3 separate regions of the Zea mays genome follow, and all the other regions are linked to region 3. The links are chromatin contacts, called in public Hi-C maps. All regions are on one chromosome and are shown on one strand. Each heading gives the region's core, a stretch centred on a gene start, on an enhancer-like site or on the middle of the called end of the contact. The rest is flanking DNA. Distances are from core to core; before and after follow the strand shown.

Evidence for each region. Hi-C and Micro-C count contacts between places; a contact is called where the count stands out from the background.
Region 1: a contact with region 3 is called in a Hi-C map of endosperm, with 8 times the contacts expected there. The contact joins the promoter of LOC100381466 here to the promoter of LOC100193285 in region 3. A contact is called at or near these places in 13 of 25 Hi-C or Micro-C datasets (bundle sheath, ear, endosperm and 4 more) and 1 of 3 datasets of contacts at active chromatin or transcription factors (leaf).
Region 2: a Hi-C map of leaf shows a contact between it and region 3, with 6 times the contacts expected there. The contact joins the enhancer-like site here to the promoter of LOC100193285 in region 3. A contact is called at or near these places in 3 of 25 Hi-C or Micro-C datasets (bundle sheath, leaf and leaf mesophyll).

The regions. Positions count from the first base shown.
Region 1 is chr5:158,479,702-158,483,297 of Zm-B73-REFERENCE-NAM-5.0, reverse strand. It overlaps LOC100381466 (putative elongation factor 1-gamma 2), which reads left to right and starts at 1,920. Exons shown (of 8, transcript NM_001361431.1): 1 at 1,920-2,019; 2 at 2,120-2,162; 3 at 3,221-3,370; 4 at 3,442-3,502; 5 at 3,590-3,596. The coding sequence starts at 2,154.
Region 2 is chr5:158,405,413-158,408,556 of Zm-B73-REFERENCE-NAM-5.0, reverse strand. No RefSeq gene overlaps it. Among protein-coding and RNA genes, the nearest start is that of LOC103627099, 28 kb to the right of the region's middle. Within about 2 kb of position 1,541, at least 6 of the 20 cell types and tissues checked have an H3K27ac peak or open chromatin away from gene starts, as enhancers often do. A contact at or near this core is called in bundle sheath, leaf and leaf mesophyll, where this site is marked.
Region 3 is chr5:158,763,492-158,767,110 of Zm-B73-REFERENCE-NAM-5.0, reverse strand. It overlaps LOC100193285 (CASP-like protein 12), which reads right to left and starts at 2,239. Exons shown (of 3, transcript NM_001138428.2): 1 at 1,919-2,239; 2 at 1,539-1,656; 3 at 835-1,346. The coding sequence starts at 2,064. The coding sequence ends at 1,062. LOC100191693 reads left to right here. Exons shown (of 2, transcript NM_001137122.2): 2 at 199-696. The coding sequence ends at 504.

The DNA.
Region 1 (3,596 bases), core at 671-3,170, 280 kb after region 3:
TGGAATTTGTGTGTTGAGGGTTGTATTAAATAGGAAAGAGCAATAGTTTTAGACCGTCTTCAACAGTCATACATTTTATATTAAAGTTCACTCTACGGACAATATAACATATGGTTTTTTTACGACCATATACAAGCTTCGCTAAAGACAACCTAACGAGGATGGTTTAGTCCTTTGGCTATGGGCGTTGGTAGTCTATGATAGTTTTTGTGTGCGTCGTGGTCCTCTTCACCCTTTATAATGAGGACGGTCAAATGATAAGTTTCTTTAAAAGATTTATGACATATCAAAACACATAGTAAAATACAACAACAAAAAAAGCTAGAATGAAAATTGCCATTTTTGAAGATATGATCTAATTTGGGGCTTCAAATCTTTCACTTAAACAAATATCATAAGACGAGGATGTGATCACCAAAGCATGCCCTAAGTGGCTGCAGCAAATGCCTAAAACAATAGTACGCTATTAAAGAAACAAGAAAAGTATAGAAGAATAAGAATACGCTAACTTCGAGCTAGTGGATAAGGTTGGCTAGGGGCAGGATGGAGGATTGAGCCACATCCACTTGTTTGGGGACTAAATGCCATCTCACAAGATTTCGAGATTATGTTAGACATGAATGACAGATCAGATGATGTTTGAAACTATATTATGGCTGATTTGGTGGAAGGAAAATTGGAGGGGCTCCACGGGAAACTTGATTAGCAAGGGAATTTCTACCCCATTGACCCTCTTCAATTCTCTTCCCACCAAATTAGCTCTTAGGACTAGTTTGGAAGGCACAAAACCGGAGTGGATTGGAGGCGCTAAAATTTAATATTTATTCAAATTTCCTCCTTATTCAATTTTAAATAAGCAAGAGATTTTAGCTCCTCTAATTCTCTCTGGTTTTAGACATCCAAACTAGCCCTTAGTGTGAAAAAAAATCTATTACCAAGCACGAATGTATCAGTCGTCAAGATTTCCCTTTTCAAATTTTTTTTGGAAGGGCCACACTGCCAATCGATTAAGAGAGAAAGGTGAGAGGCTGAGGTGCACCTGACACCACTCGGGTCCTAGCACCTTGCGAACTATACAACTAAAGCTCGACTGGGTCCTCATCAGCCTGTACTTAGGGCGGCCTGATAACTTCAGTCCCAGTGTATCTGTTTGGATCTTTGATCCGGGCATATGCGTTGTAGTTGCCATTTTTTAGCTAAACTATTTTCTCGGTTTTTAAATATTTGTAGTTCGCTAGTTTATTTTATAACTAAAACGCGACAAAATAAAAAAATTAAGAGAGTACTATTTTCTATTTGATTACAAAGATACGCTGCCCTCTCGCGTATTCTCAAAATAGAAAGTGATGCTAATCGTACATGCCTGGAGGACATTCTTCATGTGCCTCATGTTTCTTTAGCATCAGGCCATAAACACATTTTTCATTTCTTTGGGACACAAGAACACGTGGTGAGCAGCACACGACTCCCGCTTGCTTCCTTCTTGCGGCGCAGAGAGCCAGGCGCCGCGAGGCGCGGCAGAGAAACCGCGACTGATCGATCAACGAGCGGAATATTGTTTTTTTTTTGTTTCGTGAGCTTTCTCTTCATTTCAGCCCATTATTTAATAAGCCCAGACCATAGACTACTCACTCGCGTACTGGCTATGGGACCAAAAAAAAACACACAAACGGCAAGGCCCAATTGAGTCCACATGGATGGACGCTGATAGCCCCTTGCCAAGCGAAAGCGAGGCTTTAGTAGGCCAACTCTGAGTGAAATTTGGGCTTCTACTCTGGTGGGCCTTGCTCGACTCAGAATCTCGGGCCAATGCGAGCCGTTCAATCAGTTTTTTCGGATACCACATCCAACGGCTGAGATCGCGTGCGCGCAACCTTAGGCACGAGGTCCAAGTATTGCGAGCTGCGCCTCCATAAGACGGCTCGTCGGCAACGCTAGGGTTTTTGGCTACTCCGCCTCCGCTCTCCCCCCTGCTGCGCGCTACTCGCCCGATCTCGCGGTGCTGGTAGCGGTGAAAATGTAGCGAGAGAAATTCGTGTTATTGTCTTGATTTATAGTGTTCTACTCGTGTTTGATTTCGCTGATTTTATTTTCTTCTTCTTCTGTTGCTGTTATGCAGATCTGAGATCGAGTGAAGCTAGCTTTTCATCGATATGGCGCTTGTAAGTGTTTTTTCTAACTAGCACTAGTTATTTAAGTACCTATTTAAGTAGTATGTTGCTCTTAGATTTTCGAAATGCTAGGGGCGTTTAAGTAGCTTGTATTAGCGTGGTTATTTTATTGTAATTTCCATTCGCGGGTTTCTGTGGATTACTACTGTGCAGCCTACATCGTGGATATATGTTATATCTCACATTAACATAAGATTTGGTCGCTAAATTATTGTCCATGGATGGATATAGTTGATTACCCTTATCTTGTTTGCCTTACCTGTTTGTTAGTTACATCTTGGCCCATTTTGACTCGTTAGAGATTGAATTCATTTAGATGCTTACTGAAGTTATGAAAATGGTATCACCTCCCATTTATTCCCATCATCAGATGGTATAATTAGAATGAAGTTGTGACGTAGCAGACGCCTCCTGTTTCACAGGTGATTTCCATAGTGGTTTTATTTAAACATATGGTCGGTCTTTGCCACTCTTTTAGCCAGGCATTCATTGCTTTTAACATTAGGTAGTCTCTGATGCTGATTTGCATAGTAGTTTTCTTTTAACATGTTTGTATATTAATATGCTGCAAGCTGACGAGCATCAAGTCATAGACGATATAATTCTTGCTCTGAGCTTATAATTTTGTGTTAACATGTTACATGTTTGTTGTTTCCAATACAATAAAAAACTCACTCAACTTTTCCCTGAGCTGATAAGCAGAATAGAGTTTAGTTCTGACTCTTCTGACTGAGCACAAAAGGCATATTCAACTTTTCAAGCCCATTTGACTTTATATTTTCCTAACTTTTGTACTAGAGATAGGCATCAGTATGTAGTTGTGGTCTTCTTCATATGATTCCACACTGTTATCAGTTGACACCAATTGTTTACTGGCTTCAGTTGTGCTAGATCAAAGATTGTTTTTTTTCTTTTTCTTTAATTTTTTCTGATTGTCTGATTGATTCTGCAACTTATATTATTAGTTTTTCTGATATATATATGTTTCAGATTGTGATATGTTATGTGTCGGTATGTAGCCATCTGACCAAACCTTCTGCACTGTGTAGGTACTGCATGCTGGCAGTAGTAACAAAAATGCATTCAAAACACTAATTGCCGCGGATTACAGCGGCATCAAGGTTGAGTTGGTAAAAGACTTTCAAATGGGGGTTTCCAACAAAACACCAGAGTTCCTCAAGATGAACCCTATTGGGAAGGTATAAAAAATTCTGTATATGTTAAGATGGTGATAAATAGTCTAGGATGTAATTTGGGCGCTTCTTTGCAGGTTCCTGTCCTGGAGACACCTGATGGTCCTGTCTTTGAGAGCAATGCAATAGCAAGATATGGTAATTTAAATGTTGCAACAATTGGTTTGTTTAGTCTTTTGTTTGCATTTATTTGATTGAGCACCGAATTCTGTCATCTCCCTGAAGTTACTCG
Region 2 (3,144 bases), core at 292-2,791, 360 kb after region 3:
ATCCTTCTAATCCTTACTTTACTATATAAAACAATTCAATTCAATCCAATCATTTACATTCTTAAAACAGCGTCGCCGCTCGCCACCACTGGTAAAGTTATTTTTTTTTTTTGCACGGTCGAAAGATACACGCCCTTTGAATTTTAGTGTCTCTATTCATGTTGTTTATTCTGACTACTACAGTATGATCTGTGCTCTACTATTTGTGTTTACCTTGTTTAATCATACTACTATACAAGCTGTGTTTATATTAGTATCCTAATATTATAGGGAGATTCTCATAATTTATGTTCTGGTAACCTAGAATTTGCCTACTTATTCGACAGATTGGTCGCACACTGGGCTGTCACAGTCTGTCACTTTCACTTGTATTGAATGGGCTTGTCACTCACGTCCCTAGGTAAGACAGTTCTTTCTTTCTTCTCTTTCCTTGTCCAACTGAAACTTAAAACTGCGGGACTTCCAGGAACATTCCAAATTATTGAATAGGTTCGCGATTCCGTACGCTTCCGAAGTTCTCGGTAGCATCTTCATGCATGACGTAATTAGCACCTCATCTCCACTGCTGCATGTTCATCCCCCATGCTTTTTTTTCCACCAAATTTCTAGACGTCGACCTCTGGCTTCCAGGAAAATTCAGGATGACACATACTTGACAAGTCCTAACAGAGAGGCCACACAAGCCAGATACCACACGTAGGTCTTGGTCGATTCCCAATATCCAGGCAAAGGAAGCTTAGACCTCCTGCTGTCTGTTTACGAGGATTTTTTACAATGGAAAAGACTGCTAGGCGCCCAGTTGTCTCACAACAGACGACGTTGTCTCTGACTGCTGCCATTTTTCCTGCATCAGTCGCTCGTGGGAGTGGAGTTTTAGTTCATCACGTTGGATTGCTGGCTGGTAATGTGCAGTGAATCCACACCACAAACTACAGTATTACGGAGATCGAGAAGCTCCCATGATCTGTGGCCGAGAGCTCCTGTCTGTTTGTCTTGTAGCTTTGTGGTCGCCTATCTGCTGTGATCCCGACGGAAGAAAATCCGTCATTTGTTCGCTTTTCTCTCAATCTATGTAAATTAAGTGAGATTAGATAGATTTAAATTTTAAATTAATTAAAATCCTTCGTATTTTTTTCTAATCACATCCAATCTATATAGGACATGAATAACTGAATAAGGCATTAAGCGGTTGCCGACAGGGTTACTGTACACGGGTTTCAGTTATTTTCGACATGTGGCAAACAAACAACAGCTAAAATGACAGATTAACAATCTAGAGTATGATTATTCTGTACAACACAGTCTACTTGCAAGGCATTTCTCACACAAAGGCCAGGTCAAGTTGTATGTCATGTCATTTTCAAGACATCTCAAGTTTCTTACGAAACCGTAAAATTTCGAGTTCCGGGTCTTATTTCCAGTGTACCAAAGGTGTTGTGGAAACCGTGCAATCTGTTTGATGTATTGATGGGTCTACCTGTACTTGTCTTATGACTATGGGGAAAATTCTTTCTTTCACCTTGACCTGGTACAAGAGCAATGTCGGGAAAACTCGGTGGCGGCATGTATGCTTCTTACCAGGGAGCAGATCCGTTTACCGGAGAGCAGACAATTCTTTCCTTCTCTTGCCGCCTTTTCCAACGAAAGAAAATTCTTTCCAGCTAGGTTCTTCAGATGATTGTATCTGGGAAGCTTCTCCTGCAAGTGCATGTGTGCATGGGCTATTATGTTGACAATAACGCATTGACAAATCTTTTTGGTTATTTGCTTGAGCAGAACATTCTCCACACGCATGGCCCCTCGCCTATCAGCGTTTGGTGTTCTCTGCAGCATTCATGGCTATTATCCCTTTGATCCCACGCTTCATGTTTCTTTTTTCATGCGAAACCCTGTGCCAACACGTGGTTGATTAATTCGTGCACACAGTGTTCAAATATGATGAACCATTGTAAAGGAGATGATCATCTTTGGTTGAATGTTTACTAACCTTAACGTAAGTGTGGCGGTGTAGAGGGATGGCAATGGGTACGGGCATGTGTAAATAACCGCGGATAATTATCCATTAGATATGGGTATGGTGGAATTTGGTATCCGCGGGTATGGTTATGGATATAATAAGGTATCCGCGGATATTTTTTCGCGGGTATGGATATCCAGTATCCATACCCATTACCCAGTGGATATCTAACATGTGGGCCATCTGGATTTAATATATTATCCTAAATTCTAATTTTTCATTTTTTATCTATGACATGTTAATTGGTGCTGAAATTATCATTTGATGATGATGGAATGATAATTATTTTTGAAATGTGATAAAATTGTTGTTTGATGTTGAATGCTAAAATTGTAGTGGGCGGTCGGGTAACGGGTATCAGCTGGATAGCGGATACCCGACGGGTACGAGTATGGATAGAGATCCATATCCACGAACGTTTATGGGTACGGGTATGGGTTAAGTTTTGTCTCACGGGTATGGATTCGCGAACTATATATCCGCGTACTACCCACCCAATTGCTATCCCTAGCGGTGTGCGACACATGTCTTTTGACTTGTGGTCTACAAGTGTTAAGTATAGATATCATGGTCAACGACGAAAGCAAATGTCAAGCATGTTCATGCCGATGTACTAGAAACGGTGAAGGGCAAACACCAATGTTTAAAAAAGATGGATGATTGGTCGTCGTGTCTAACAATTAGTGATATCGACAAGTATAAGAATACATGAAAGAGTAGACTGTGTTGACCCAGTTAAGCATAGGCTCTGGAGGACTCAGTGATCGAGCGGTCAAGGACTGACGGTAACAGGTGTCAAGACTGTAGATGGAAACTATCAGATACACTACTTAAGAGGGTTTTGGTGGTTTCAGCCTTAAAACCATCGGTTAGTCGGTTTCTCGGGTTTGGGCCTCAACACCTGGTTAGAGTTTTGGCGGGAACTAGAGGGGACACATGGCATCATCACAAAGCTTGCGCCGAGATGAAGCCAAGTCGTGGATAGCCCATGGGCGTTAGAAGTATAGATCTTGAGTTGGATGATAATGCTCCAAGGTGAAGTGATCCAAATCTAACTAACTAGGGGAAAGTTGGGGATGTGCAATAGCTCTAGAAATAAGGGAAGGCCAATCCAACTAGCCTTATCA
Region 3 (3,619 bases), core at 990-3,489:
GGTGTGTCCTCCTCCTCCTCTACGCAGAGTTTGTCTGTCAGACAGACAGATTAGCAAATTACACACTGGCACACTGCACTGCACTATCTCTCAGGGAAAGGAAAAAAAAAGAAGTACATCTGACGACCGACGCTCTGCATTATATTATTACTGTGCAAAAAACTAACTCATTCGTGGACGTGGTGCACGCACGTACAGTCCGGGTGCTGCAAGCCGCCGTCGGTGTGCGGGTTCAGCTACGTGAGCCCGACGGTGTGGTCCGCCCCGGCGGCGCGGCCGGCGGCGGACGCGGACTGCGGGCTGTGGAGCAACGACCCGGGGCAGCTGTGCTACGGGTGCGAGTCCTGCAAGGCGGGCCTCCTGGAGGCGCTCCGGGACCAGTGGCACAAGGCCAACGTCGCCCTCGTCGTCGCCACCGTCGCCCTCGTCATCCTCTACCTCGTCGGCTGCAGCGCCTACAAGAACGCGCAGGCCGCCGCCATCTTCGGACGCCGCAAGTATTAGCTAGCTAGCTGCCATGTTAGTTTTTTTTTGCGCTTTTTTTTCTTTATTGTCATGTGGGTTGTGGATTATGGATTGCGTATGTGTGTCCCCCCTGGTGGAGAGAAGCATTTGTAGCGGTGGCGTGGTGTGTGTTTCCGGACTTGGTTCATCATGGTAGTGTGATACATGTGTAAGATTAGTTACTTTAATTACTAATTGTGCTGTTTTCCTCTTTCCCTGTTCGCCGACGAGTAATGTATCTGGTTTGAAGATTAGTTACTTTACTAATGGTTTGAAGACGACTAAGGGCTTGTTCGTTTTGCTCTCAATCCATGTGGATTGGGTGGGATTGGATGGGTTTCAATCCCAAACAAGTCAAAATCGTTCACAATTTTTTCCAATCCCATCCAATCCATATGGGATAGGAATAACCGAACAAGCCCTAATAGATTATAGATGTGGGTTGGGCCTGTGGAAAGATCACCGATGGCCTTGGTAGACGGCAGTAGTAATACACAGGGGAGCAGGATGTTATTTGTTTGGCAATGGAATGGAGACACGCCTTGCCGTCAGTAGTGCTACACCCGTTGCTCCTCGTCCCGTGCGTGCTTGGGCGGCTGGCCGTCAGCGTCAGGCGGCGGGTGGCACCTGCTGCTGAACACCCTGAAGGCGGAGACGAGTGAGAGCGCGGCGAAGCAGGCCAGCGCGGCGGCGTGCAGCGCCAGCGACACCGTGGCCTTCCCGCAGAACCGGCCGAAGTAGGAGCACGCCTCGCCCCACGACACGCCCCGGTCGCCGTGCCGCGCCAGCTGCAGCAGCTCCGCCGCCGCCGAGGCCGACGTCACCAGCAGGTATGCCGACGCCTGCACGCAGCACACCGCGCACCAGCACATGTCAGTACTCCTGTCCTGATCGGTGGTTTTGTTTTGTCCATGGAAAATTGCCAACGAACTGAATACAGGTATAAGTAACTAATAAAGAGCATGTACTGTACGTCGAATAGAGAGGAAGAGGAGAAGCTAAGATGGTGTGCTGGGCGGGCGAGACAGAGCGACCTGATCCATGACGAGAACCACCCAGTCGTAGCGCGCGGCGAGGGGCCGCTTGAAGGACGACGCCAAGACGGAGGCTACAGCGTAGGCGGCTGTGACGGCGTTGACGCCAACCAAATAGCTAGCAAAACGACATCGATTTCTTTTTTTTAGCTGCTAGCATCATGCATGACGATGCGCTCTCTCTCAAGGAGAGAACTAATAATCCAACACAAAAAAAAAATTATGCTACAGATTCGAGCAGGGTGGAGAGGAAATCAAACGAGAGTGCTAGCAGTCCAATAATGAAGGGTTCAGTTGTAATGCTTACTACTGGAAGGCCGGTCTAAATAAACTACACACCAATTGATGCCGGCGGCGGCGGATCGATGCTTTGTACAGACCTGAATCCGGAGAGATCGGAGAACTTGACCTCCCCGTAGGTGTCGTCTGCCTGCGCGTTGGTGGCCATCTCCCACAGGGAGGCCAAGGAGAGCGGGACGACGCAGAGCCTGAGCGCCATCTCGGGGACCTTGAGGCCCGCCGCCATGATCCTGGACTCAGCGTGTGCGCGTGCCGTGCTGTGGAGGAAGGGGAATAAGAAGAAGAAGAAGACGACGACGACCGAGAGAGGACCAGGGCTTGACTGGTGCACGCACGCACCAACTCCATACCACTAGCGTACAAAGCGATGAATGCGCATGGGCTGGCCCATGGAATGTATTGAGAGAGTGAGATGGAATGATCTCAAAGTTTATCTAACTTTTTTCTTTTGACTAGGGGCATGTTCAGACTATAACTATTTCTAGCCAGATTGCTTGCTTGTCTAATTTATATAAAATTTTGATCGGCTGGCTGGCAGATTTCTGGACAAATGAACGGACGCTAAGGTTAGTTCTTCGATAGCAGATTGCGCCCTGGTGCGCGACGGGGATTCATATCGAGTCTGCCGTGCGGAAATTGCGTTCAGTTGGGACTATGGCCAGCCGTGCCGGGCTAATCAGGCCGGCACGGCACGGTTGGTGTCGGGCTCGTGCCGGCACGGCCCGATAGGTAGTGTCGTGACTAGGCCGAGCATCAGGCACGCTGGGTCGGCACGGGCACGACACGATTAGTCCCTAGGCACGGTTAGACACGATTATGCATGATTAGATCTAAACACGACTAGTTAGCTGTGTGTTGTAATTTTTTTTTATCTAGGGTTTTCTCATAAGGATGAGTTTTTTACTTAAATAGGTTTTTAATGAGTCAGCCATTGCACTAAACAGTTCAATATTTGCTATTTTAGTATGTTTTAACTGTGTTTGTGAATATTTGACTAAAATTCTGTGGTGTAGTGCTAAACGGGCTATATGGGCTAAACGGGCTAAACGGGCCGGCACGGCACGGCTAAGCAGGCTTAGTGCCGTGTTTGGGCCTGGACTTAGGCACTAGTGTCGTGCCGGCACGGCACGACTATTAAACGGGCCAAACGGGCCATGTCCTAACCGTGCCGTACCTGGCCGTGCCCGGGCCGGGCCGCCCATTTGGCCATCTCTAGTTGGGACTGGTGCGCTAAGGTTTTGATTTTTTTGAAACAGGAAAAGCCTTCTATCCCAAAAAAAAAAACTGTACCATCGTTGTTGTGTGTGTTCCGTTCCATGGTAGTCGGCGAGGATGTAATAATCAAATAATAATATAACGCCAAGTTTGGATCATTGGAATTGCATTCCATTCTAATAATAGTAATTTAGACATATATCAATTAAGCTAATTCGGTTTTATGTAAAATATATTTGTATATTATTATTAGCAAGATGTAGGAGATATTTATGTGCTACATTTTTACTATAGAGGAGTGAGACGAAGAGTGTCATGTAAGTTATAGATTAGAAACCAATTCTACTAATAAATAAAATCATTTCCCACCCTCCACCTCATGAGTTTGAGATTGGTTTATATCTGAACTTTCGAAAGTATTGGAATGTCAAATTCCAAACTAAATAAGTTACTTTATTAAGTGAATTCTAATTCCTATAAAATGAAGGGATCCAAACGACCCGTAAAGTCATTTTGGTTAGTTAGGGAGCCTATTTTTTTTCTTCCCCCGTGTTGGCGTTGCGAGC